2 separate regions of the Triticum aestivum genome follow, and region 2 is linked to region 1. Evidence: chromatin contacts called from public Hi-C data. All regions are on one chromosome and are shown on one strand. The core of a region is the stretch at or near the end of the contact, and the rest is flanking DNA. Distances in the headings are between cores, read along the strand shown.

What was found. A called contact is a pair of places that touch in the nucleus more often than the background predicts.
Region 2: a Hi-C map of leaf shows a contact between it and region 1, with 6 times the contacts expected there. The contact joins the promoter of LOC123135873 here to the promoter of LOC123135870 in region 1. A contact is called at or near these places in 4 of 5 Hi-C or Micro-C datasets (leaf and an unstated tissue) and 1 of 1 datasets of contacts at active chromatin or transcription factors (leaf).

Annotation. Positions count from the first base shown.
Region 1 is chr6B:73,864,333-73,870,228 of IWGSC CS RefSeq v2.1, reverse strand. LOC123135870 (peptidyl-prolyl cis-trans isomerase) reads left to right here and starts at 3,003. Exons shown (of 1, transcript XM_044555108.1): 1 at 3,003-3,892. The coding sequence starts at 3,109. The coding sequence ends at 3,624.
Region 2 is chr6B:74,382,205-74,388,127 of IWGSC CS RefSeq v2.1, reverse strand. It overlaps LOC123135873 (sanguinarine reductase), which reads left to right and starts at 2,602. Exons shown (of 9, transcript XM_044555110.1): 1 at 2,602-2,972; 2 at 3,503-3,615; 3 at 3,705-3,758; 4 at 4,025-4,109; 5 at 4,573-4,678. The coding sequence starts at 2,702.

The sequences.
Region 1 (5,896 bases), core at 1,754-4,253:
ATCAATAAATTTGGGTTGTACTTCACCCTCGAAAGATGTTGCGATCCCCTACACTTGTGGGTTGTCAAAGCACTGAAATTATCGATAACAGATAGTTTTGTGATAAGGTAATTCATAACGGATAACAAGTAACAAAAGTAACTAAGGTGCAACAAGGTGGCCCGATCCTTTTTGTAGCAAAGGACAAGCCTGGACAAACTCTTATATAAAGCAAAGCGCTCCCGAGGACACATGGGAATTACTGTCAAGCTAGTTTTCATCATGCTCATATGATTCACGTTCGTTACTTTGATAATTTGATAGTGGGTGGACCGGTGCTTAGGTACTGGCCTTCCTTGGACAAGCATCCCACTTATGATTAACCCCTCTCGCAAGCATCTGCAACTACGAAAGAAGAATTAAGGTAAACCTAACCATGACATGAAACATATGGATCCAAATCAGCCCCTTACGGAGCAACGCATAAACTAGGGTTTAAGCTTCTGTCACTCTAGCAACCCATCATCTACTTATTACTTCCCAATGCCTTCCCCTAGGCCCAAATCATGGTGAAATATCATGTAGTCGACGTTCACATAACACCACTAGAGGAGAGACAACATACATCTCATCAAAATATCGAACGAATACTAAATTCACATGATTACTTATAACAAGACTTCTCCCATGTCCTCAGGAACAAACGTAACTACTCATAAATCATATTCATGTTCATAATCAGAGGGGTATTAATATGCATTAAGGATCTGAACATACGGTCTTCCACCGAATAAACCAAGTAGCATCAACCACAAGGAGTAATCAACACTACTAGCAACCCACATGTACCAATCTGAGGTTTTGAGACAAAGATCGGATATAAGAGATGAACTAGGGTTTGAGAGGAGATGGTGCCGATGGAGATGTTGATGGAGATTAACCTCCTCTCGATGAGAGGATCGATGCTGATGACGATGGCGACGATTTCCCCCTCCCGAAGGGATGTTTCCTCGGCAGAACAGCTCCGCCGGAGCCCTAGATTGGTCCTGCCTATGTTCCGCCTCAAGACGGCGGCGCTTCATCCCGAAAGCTTCTTTCTGATATTTTCCAAGGCAAAAGACACCATATAGCAGAAGACGGACGTCGGGGCCTGCCATGTGGCCCACGAGGCAGGGGGCGAGCCCTGGGGGGTAGGGCGCACCCTCCACCCTCGTGGCTGGTGGGTGGCCCACCTATGGTTCTTTCTTCGCCCAATTTTTTTAATATATTCCAAAACTGATTTTCGTGGAGTTTCGAGACTTTTGGAGTTGTGCAGAATAGGTCTCTAATATTTGCTCCTTTTCCAGCTCAGAATTCCAGCTGTCGGCATTCTCCATCTTCGTGTAAACCTTATAAAATAAGAGAGAAAAGACATAAGTATTGTGATATAATGTGTAGTAACAGCTCATAATGCAATAAATATCGATATAAAAGCATGATGCAAAATGGATGTATCAATCATCCACCGAATCGACAGATCGGGGAGCAAACAACATTGGAGGCTCGTCGATGCCGCCACATGTGACCTTGTTGAGATGGTTAACAAGCTCGAATACCATTATTCAACGCTACCACCACCATCACCACCTTGTCAGTGTCGCTAGAGAGCCTAACCCTAGTAGCTAAACACCTTCCACGCAGATCAAAGCTCCATTCACCCCCCGCCATTGCAAGTATGACTGAAGAGGGAGGGCCCGCTGATCCGGCCTTTGGCGGAACAAGTGATATGGGAGATCCTTCCCTTTTGCCTCTCGTGGTTACTGTTCAAAAGAGGGGTGTAGAAAAATCTTTCAGCCTCTACAACGCGAAATTAGTTTCATTACATTCATGTTTTCATACTATACATTTGATATTGTAGATATTCCCATATTTTTCTATAGACTTTGTCAAATAGAGAAGTTTAACTTCGAACGAATATAGTGTTTCAAATATTTTGCAATGGAAGGGTAGGTAAAATGATTTGCTAGAAAGAGACTAAGATGCCTCGGAGTATTTTTGTTGTTGTTGTTGTTACGTCATAGTTCAAATTTAGTATTATATTTCTCTAATCCATGATCTCAACAAACCAGTCCATGATAATAGCAGATTCCAACAGTCCATGATCTCAGGGATTCAAAAAATAAATTATTTACCTAAAAATCGCAACTCTATATTTCTGCCCAGATACTGTAGTTTTTACCTCCCAAAAAAGAAGAGAGAAATAGGCATCTCACAGTTCGATCAGGCCCTAGATGAGAAGGAAGCTTCTAGAGCCCTCATCACGCGGATCTCGACCGTCCAAACCCACACTCGACGGCCCCGATGAGCCGCCCGTTGGCGCTGCGCCGCAGAGCCCGAGCGGGCTGGGCCGGCAGGAATCGTCCCGGGCCAGTTGCACATGCAGTCCGCGTGCGATCCAAGCCAGAACAGAATATCGCCCACTCGCGCGGCGGCATATCCCTTCCCCACCCTCGCTCTCTATCCTCCGCTCGTGTTCACCACAGCTTTCCCTGCACCCGGTCCATAGACTCCCACGAAATCTCACGCGCGCCGCACCACCCGGTCCTTGTGGACCGCGCGCAGTCCAAAAGCACAAATATCCCAACCTAACCCTAGTCCCGACCCAACCACCCCCGGGTAACCATGGTCGCAACCCTAGTCACCCCCACAAAGATCCAATAAAAACTCGCACGCACGCCGCGTCCACCCACCCCGTCTGACACTCTGGGCCCACGTCGCCGATCCCCACACCAACGGAACCCTGCAGGCCGCCCTCATCGAGAGGCATCCGCAGGCCCCACATGTCATACAGGCTTGTGTTGGAATGGGTCACGTGCTGCTCGCGTCCACCGGGAACCCAACCCTAGACCTAACCACGGTTCCCGCAACCGCGCCGCCGAACCTCCCAGGTTAGCCCCCGCGCCCCACGATGCCACCACGCGTCCCGATCGGACGGCCACCGCCGCCCCCGCCCCGGACCTCGCCGCCTATTTAACCCCGCCCGGTCTCCCCTTGCCAGATCACAGAGCCCGAAGCCAAAGGAAATCCACTCCAATCCAATCCCCACAGAAATCCCCATCTCAAAACCCTAGCCCGTCCGATCCCGGCGAGATGGCCAACCCGAGGGTGTTCTTCGACATGACCGTCGGCGGCGCGCCGGCCGGGCGCATCGTGATGGAGCTGTACAAGGACGCGGTGCCGCGGACGGTGGAGAACTTCCGCGCGCTCTGCACCGGCGAGAAGGGCGTCGGCAAGAGCGGCAAGCCACTGCACTACAAGGGCAGCTCGTTCCACCGCGTGATCCCCGACTTCATGTGCCAGGGCGGCGACTTCACCAAGGGCAACGGCACCGGCGGCGAGTCCATCTACGGCGAGAAGTTCGCCGACGAGAAGTTCGTCCACAAGCACACCAAGCCCGGGATCCTCTCCATGGCCAACGCGGGCCCCAACACCAACGGCTCCCAGTTCTTCATCTGCACCGTCCCCTGCAATTGGCTCGACGGCAAGCACGTGGTCTTCGGCGAGGTCGTCGAGGGCATGGACGTCGTCAAGAACATCGAGAAGGTGGGCTCCCGCAGCGGCACCTGCTCCAAGCAAGTCGTCATCGCCGACTGCGGCCAGCTCTAGATCCGTCCGCCCGCCGGTCGCCTGTCGTCGTCGCCCCGTGTCCCGTGTCGTCGATCTAAATAAGAGAGTCGTGTGTCGTGTCGTGTCTTCCCCTTGTCCGTCCGATGAGATCTCCGTGGTTGGTTTAGGAGGGTTTTAGGTGGACTCTTTTGGCCGCTGGATCTGTGTCCGGCGGCCATGGTTATCTTCCTGTGTCTGCTGCTATCTTACTGTTTGAATGAGATGAACTCCGCTATGAATTATCCATAATTTGTGCTCGTTGGCTTCACTATCTGTTTGTCGCATTCGTACTTTGTCTGCTGCTCCTGACTCCAATGCGTTGGAACCCGTGTGCTCTTTCTTTGTGGTATCCACTCGATTTCCGTGCCTATTACCGATCTGAAAACCTAAATTAATCACGTTTAAGGTTATCGACAGTCTGAACTGGTGTACAGAGCCTCGGTAGAGAAAAAGGCTCGGTACTTTGTTGATTTTCCTGATGGAACGTGGTCTGCTATCATGTCTCCTCCCCCGTACATTCACTTCGCTTTTCAAAGCTGACCTGTTTGGTGTTGCTTGTTTTGCACTGTAATTTTATTGATGGATCTTGATTTCTTGATTAGTAGTACTACTTTACTAATTTTGGAGAACAATATTACCTTGTTGATGCATGGATCTAAGTGAGATCTGATCTGAGATGTAGGCAAAATTAAGATATGCGATGTGATTGATCCAGATATGTATTCTGTTGGCACTTGGATTATATATCCTCTCCCTTCTCAGCTGGATTCTCTTGGCGGCAGGAAGTTTCCCCCTCTTTCCAGGCGGTATTCCAGTTCGTTTGCATTTCATATATTCCATCCTCACTAGACCATAGCAGAAACTCCAATAGGCAGATTTGTAAACAAGAAATAAAATTCGATGCATCATTTTGATTCAAGAGCTTTACTAACATGTCCTGCTTTTTTTAGGTGAGAAATTTGTGCCCCTTTTTGACTAGGAAAGTTGTCATTCCCCCCAACACAAGGCGGTAGAAAAGGAGGTATAAATTGTCATTCCCCCTCCCACAAGGCGCTAGAAAAGGAGGTATAAATCCAAAGTTTATTCCGTTCCATTGGCTGATCTAATCGTAATCGGCCTGTCATATATTCCTTGCCAACTAACCAGAATATTAGGCATAACTAATTCGTGCAAGTAAAGTGATTGCTGTCTCCCCGCAAAAAAAAAGAGGGTTATTGCTCTGGCAACCAATTAATATTTCCAAATTGTTTCCGTCAAACAATTTTCCAAAAGTGAACAGAAATCTACGGAAACAAATTTCCGCTTCCACAGAAACCAGTCCTCGCGTTTGGCAGCAGCTTCGTGATGGGATGGGGCCACAGCGCAGCCTCAGGTACGGGGCGGGGGATGGGTCCCACCTGGCGGAAAGCCGCGGGGCCCGTGGGGCAGCGTGAGGCGAGTAGACAAAGCGGTGGACGGCGTGCGCGGGCTTCGAGGCGTTCGCGCGAGAGCGAGCCGCTCTGGCGCTCTCTTTCCTCCGGCTTTGGCGTTTGTGGCGCTTGAATGGGCGCGGGCCCCACCGGCCCTCGTGTTTGTTCGCGGCAGGGTCGCGTTGGTGGTACGCAGTTCTGACTGGGTCCGGCTCCGCGTCGCATCTTTTCCGCATCGGAGATCGCGTCGCAATGCTTTTTGGGCTGGGCCCGGCACATGATTGGCCCTCCCTCCCGGCTTCACTTCACCCATACAGTAACTATTATTTTTTACTCCCTCCGTCCCATAACCCATAACGTGAGATGTTTTTTCACATTAATGTAGTGTCAAAAAAGTCTTATATTATGAAACGGAGGGAGTACTTCCCACTATAAACATCAAAATTTTTGAACGAATGGTGTACTACTACGTAGAAATATTAGAGGATTTTATGTTTGTAAAAGTTTCATCTCTATTACAGGACGGGAGCAACGAACGAGCTAGTCGGCGGTGGGACACCCGATTTGCCAAGATGTCGTCTTCCATTTGGCAAGATGTTAGTATATGTAGAAATTGTTTCTACTCTAACCGGTAATTAGATTATCTTTTTGAGCAACTAGACTTTATTGATCAATTAGCATGGGGCACACCAAGCATGCCTAGCTACACAGTGAGCTTCACAATTTGAGTTCTTAAATTCATGAACAAAAATGTAGAGAGTGAACGGGGATCTACGGACTTCAGTTTCTCTGCACGGCGCGTTCCAGCAGGGAGAGGTTGGAACCGATGAGAGAGGAGGGGTCGACCGATTGAGGTGGGCGGC
Region 2 (5,923 bases), core at 1,353-3,852, 520 kb before region 1:
CGCATAAATGTTGGAGTGAATTCCATTTTTTACCTTGTAGTTGTACATTTGTGACACATATTACCCTATTTAGCGGAACTTTTATCGAAATGTCAGATTTTGGAGACTTTTAACACGGTTTTACCCCAGTTTTACATTTTGTCTGTTTATGGTCGATAGGATCGGCATGTTGCGTCATTGATTTGTAAAAAAAACTGTAAGGATCGGAGGGCATCATTGGCGATCTTGTCTTCTCTTGTCTATCTGTTCCACTCCTTGTGGCCGTCCACATGTTTTTGGATACAGGGCGTCACCTCACACCTTATCTGATGGACACGCATCAAAAAACAAGGGTCTAAAGATTTCAAAAGGGGTATTCTAGACGAATTTTCACTCGAAGGGGTAATTAGTGTCACAAATGTATAAATATGGGGTAAAAAGTGGAATTCACTCTAAATGTTGCAACACAATGGATGCACTAATGTTCCCATGTCAGGGGCTCATTTCTCCTCTCTCGTTTCTCTCTCACCTACCCACCCACCATTGAGAGTCGTCTTGGTTCCCCCGAATCCCCTCTCATCTAGCATGCATCTCCCTGCACATGATTACACAGTCTGGATGCTGCGCTGTTGGGCGTTTTTGGCCAATCATGGTTCATGTCAACCGGAGACATACCATGTTTCTACTTCCGCCCCCAGCGCCATGCCCATTCGCTTCGACAACACACATAGAGATCAACATCATAGACGATTGTGGATGTCTTCGTGACGCGCCTTCAGCATCTCAACTGGGATTCTGCTCTCATCCATGCCGGTACTATCGTCAAGCCGCAATCTCGCCTGATTCATGGCAACCATGTTTGCTACATTATAAGCACGCATATGCGTTGCATTCGTTTTTCTTCCATTGCAACGGACGGGATCCGATAGCGTAGTGTCTGCGTGATCCGGTTATCTTAGGATCGGCATTGTTTGATGGCTACCTCGTGATTATGTATCGTTCGGTCGTGTACTCTATTCGGTGTGCTTTATTTATAAAGCGGGGCGAGAAACCGGCGCGATGAAGACCTCTGGTACGGATCAAAGTCCGATGGACGGTTCAAATGTGACTACGTGGAGACGTACCACACCCACACGTCTGACTGATGGCACGAGTCGGCGGCGACGGGGGAGACGCGGCGCTCGTCAATCCGGATTGGGAAACATTTATACCTGGCGCGTCGGCCGAGTTTTCTGCCGGTCACGCACGGGTCGTTCATCTACTGCTGATTGAAGCATCACGATTAGCCCACAGTCAAAACGCGTGGCTGTTAGGGGCCCACCACCGCTCGTGACCTGCATCGTTATCCCTTCGTTGCTCATCCTCATCCAGATCATACCGCATCTTCATCCCCACCCATCGAGAGCCATCCCCATCTCATCCCCACCCCACCCATAGCCAAGGAAGGTGCTCGTCGCCATGGCCGCCGGCAGCTAGTAATCGTCACCATCGTCGCCTAACAGGCCTCGTTTGAGTTCTGGGTGGATCGCAGGCGCCGGATGCACCCCTCTTCATGGCCGCATGCAGCCAGGGGTGTGCTGGTCGCCTTGTTCACCAGCAACTAGATGACTCCATGGCCGCCGCAACCATGGTTCGTTAGTCGCCATGGCCAAGCTCCAATCAACCATGGTGGCGACGAGTTTGTGCTGGAACGCGGGTTTTGCTGGAACCAGGTTGTTTTTTTGCTGGATCCACCTATTTTTATTGCTACAATCCTTCTTCTTTTTTGCTACCATCCCCGTTTGATTTTGGTGAACATTTTTTGTTTTTGCTGGAACCTCTTTTGGTTTTTGCTGGAATCACTTCTTTTTTTGCTGGAACCTTCTTTTGATTTTGTTGCAATTGACGGGATGGTGGCGCCGTCACTGCCATGATTTTTTGATGCATCAGATTTTTGCTGGAACCTCTTTTGGTTTTTGATGGAACTAGCATTTGAATTTGCTGCATAGGCTATGATGATATTGGGACGGCGATGGACACCGGCTACCATGGGTCTTTGCTGCATTGGTCTTTTTTTGCTTGAACCAACAATCATTTTTGCTCCAACCAGCCTATGAAGAGATGGAACCGGCAAGATTATTTATTGTTTTTGCTGGAACCTTCATTTTTTTTTCTTGTTAGAACAATTTTTGCTTTTTGCTAGAACCGGTGTTTTTTATGCTACATCAGGCTGATTGTTTTGCTCCAACAGATTACTGGAGTTTTTGTTTTGCTACAATCGGCATGAGGAAAGCTTCAACCGTGAAAAAAAGCACCAACCAAAGAGAGTGGGGAAAAGCTTGGATCCGGCGAGGACCGGTGCTGCGAGGACGGCGAGCCAGCCGGGCTTCGAAGTCAGCGGCAGGGGCGGCCATGGTGGGCTGCGTGAGTGAGGTGGGGATGTGCAGGAGATTCTCTTTTTTGTTTTTGTTTCCACATGATGTATCAGAGAAAAAAGGGACCAGATCTGACGGTACAAAGAATTGCTATCGAACGGATACGCGCTGACCGGCCCAAATTTAGGCCGGTGCGCCGGCGCCTATCAGCGCCCATCCGGATTGGGTTGTGGTTGAGCCGCGCCGCACGTCCCGGACCACTCCCCCTCGCCGCCAAGCTCCCCGATATCTCACTCCCCCTCTCGCTCTCGCCTCAAGTTTCCAGAGCCCCCCTCCCCTGGTCCCCCGCGGTCATCTCATCTCCAACAATGGCGACGGCTCACCTCAGCCCGGCGCTGGCGGTCTCATCGTCGCGCCACCCAACCTCCAAACACGGCCAGCCGCCCGTCTTGGCGCAGCCAGGCGGCACAGCGGTGCTGCGGTCTTGCTCGCTTCCCTTGTCCTCGAGACTCGCCGCGTCGGGTCGAGGTGGGTGGCGGCTCGCGGCGGCAGTGGAGCCCAGGACCGCGCAGCAGGAAGAGGCCGAGGCCGAGGCCTCCTCGAGGCTGGTCCTCGTCGTCGGCGGAACCGGCGGCGTAGGTAGGAGATGAGCTCCTCTTCGCTGCTCTTAATTGCTTATATTCTTTTCTCGAGAAAAGCTCCGTACATTGTTGGTATCTATCCACGGATGAGTTCGTAGCGACGGGTGTCAGCTCATAATTCGATTAAGAAATTACTGAAGCTTGCCTCTCTTTTTCTGTATTGTATAAACTATTTTTAGTTTGTGAGAGGAACAAGATTGTCGGGTGAGGTCAACTTGGACACAAAATGGCGTGGCAGCCCGCCTAATAACTGTCAGTTGTTTTGTGCGTCTGTTTCACCCGAAATTGACCTGTAACCTGCAGCCGCGATTTCTTTCTCTTCCCTACAATTTTTGTTTGCCATCAGGAGTTTTGTGCAAGCGATCTAAACATGCTAGTTTTCTATAGGTATACATACTCCTTTCTGCTTTGCATCTCATGTCAGTCTGATATATAGAGATTATTATCCTGCAGTTACAGTTTTCACAGTTACTTGACGAATTTGGGCTAGATATTGATCGTGTAGGATCCTTATCCTTGTCCTTGCAGGTCAGTTGCTGGTAGCATCTTTGCTGAGCAGGAAAATTAAGACAAGGCTGCTCATAAGAAACCCTGAAAAGGCAGCGTCCTTATTTGGCAAGCAGGATGGGAGTGTTTTGCAGGTAATCTTAATTACATCAACAGCTAGCTTCAGCATTCTATTTTCTCCAAACTGTGACTTCCTTATACGAGTGAGTCTCCTTTTTTACAGGTTTATGAAGCGGACACGAGAAATGCTGACGCTTTGAATCCAGAAATGTTTGAGGTTGCTCTCTTCCACTCCCTCCGTTCCTAAATATAAGTCTTTTTAGAGATTCCACTACAAACTACGTACGGATGCATATAGACATGCTTTAGAGTGTGGATTCACTCATTTTGATCCATATGTAGTCCATAGTGAAATCTCTAAAAAGACTTATATTTAGGAACAGAGGAATACTTATTTATTTTGAAGCTGAATCCATGCATAATTGTTCGACCATCTATGTATGCATAATTGAATAAATCAAAATATAGGGTCTATTTTCATAGGGAGTTACACATGTGATCTGTACTACTGGGACTACAGCATTTCCATCAAAACGCTGGGATGGGGATAACACTCCTGAACGTGTCGGTACGTACTGCCCAAGATTCTGCACTTAACTTAGGTCTACTGAAACTGAAACTGATTATTTGTTTACCGTATGGCAATCCAAAGATTTGGGGCAAGGATAATCCTGGGAGCCTATAAATCTCTCCTGTTCTCTGTAATGGTTCTGGAACTGATGTATCTCCGTTGTCATGCAATGGAAAGGGGGTTAGCCCGGTTCAAAAAAACGAAAAAGTCTTCCGCTGTGGAGAAAATAAATATCGAATTGTGACAGTTGCAGAATGCTGATAAGTAATAAATTGTAAGAAAATTGAAATCTCAACATTCATTTTCAGAGCTTATTATGCATGTCTTTTTAATCATGAACATGCTTATGGCACATCACTTGCCATTCGTGGCCCAGAAGTGTTTATTCAATTGTTGTAAATTGGTGTGGATACAATGTTCTATCACTTATTACTGATGACACGCTATTTAACGTGTCTAGATTGGGATGGCGTTCGAAATTTTGTGAGTGCCATGCCACAGACGGTCAAGAGACTGGTTTTGGTGTCATCGATTGGTGTTACAAAATATAATGAAATACCATGGAGGTATACCTTATAACTCTGATGAAGAACTATGGCATTGTACAATTGATACACATTATTATGTCCAAGTTGTGGAATTTGTGATGAGGAACAATAGAGAGAGGGAAAAGAAAAAGAAAATCAGAAGTGAAACCCATTTGACTACTTCCAGATACTCCCTCCAGTCCTTTTTATTCCGCATAGTAGATTTGTGTCAAGTCAAACTTTGCAAAGCTTGACCAAATTTATATTAAAAAAATATCAACATCTACAATATCAAATATATATACTATGTTTTCAGTTCTAGAGTGTTTTAGGTATAACTAGAAGTTGAGGTGTGAAGGCTTCACAAAGCCTATAAATAGAGGTCCGCACCTCTAGTTTGTAACCTGGCTATGTACCCCACTATCTATAATAAAACTTGGTGTTCTTATCAAAGATCTTGGACTAGATCTTGTGCTCTAGTAGTTTTGGACTGAACTTCTGCTGCTACATTGGCCTATATTCACCTCTAGAGCGATATCTAGCACATCACGTTGAAGTAGTTCCTTCAACGCTAGTGTTGTACACTTTGTAGCAGCAAGGTGGAGTTGTTCCTCCACAACTGTGTGCTGCTTCAACTTGTCATCAATTGTTATGTGGACCAGCCCATCAAACGTGGAGTCTTATCCCTTAATTAGATTCCTGGTTGATTAAGCTTCTCTGTTAGGAAAGAGTCTACTCAGTTTAGAGATTGTATTGGAGTTTAAATAGATTTACCAGCTTGTTGGCCAAGGTTGTCTGTTATATAATGTGGCCGACCCCTCTCAGTAAAGGAGAGAAGATTATTGTCGTTTACTTTCATCTACTTTTGAGTAATTAGGGTTAGGTCAGTAGTATATTCTTCCATCAATTGCCTCTAAACAAAAGTTCTTTATATTTCGTGTGATATCCTGAAATTAGACATTTTCACTAAAGTGCCACAACCTGTTTATAGACGCAAAATTTATTTTAGTAATTACTTTCTGTTACTGTTGTCCAGTGCATGTTTTAGTGTAAGGCATGCATGCTTGTTTTTTCAATTTAAGTCTCTGCATTTTACTTGGATATTTAGTTCTGGTTTAGCTTTACACCGGTTTCTTTATCATGTACTCCCTCCGTTCACTATTATAAGATGTTCTAACATTTTTCTAAATCGGATGTATGTAGACAAGTTTTGGCGTGTTTGTTCACTCATTTCAGTTCATATGCAGTCTATGTTGAAATATCTAAAACATCTTATAATAGTGA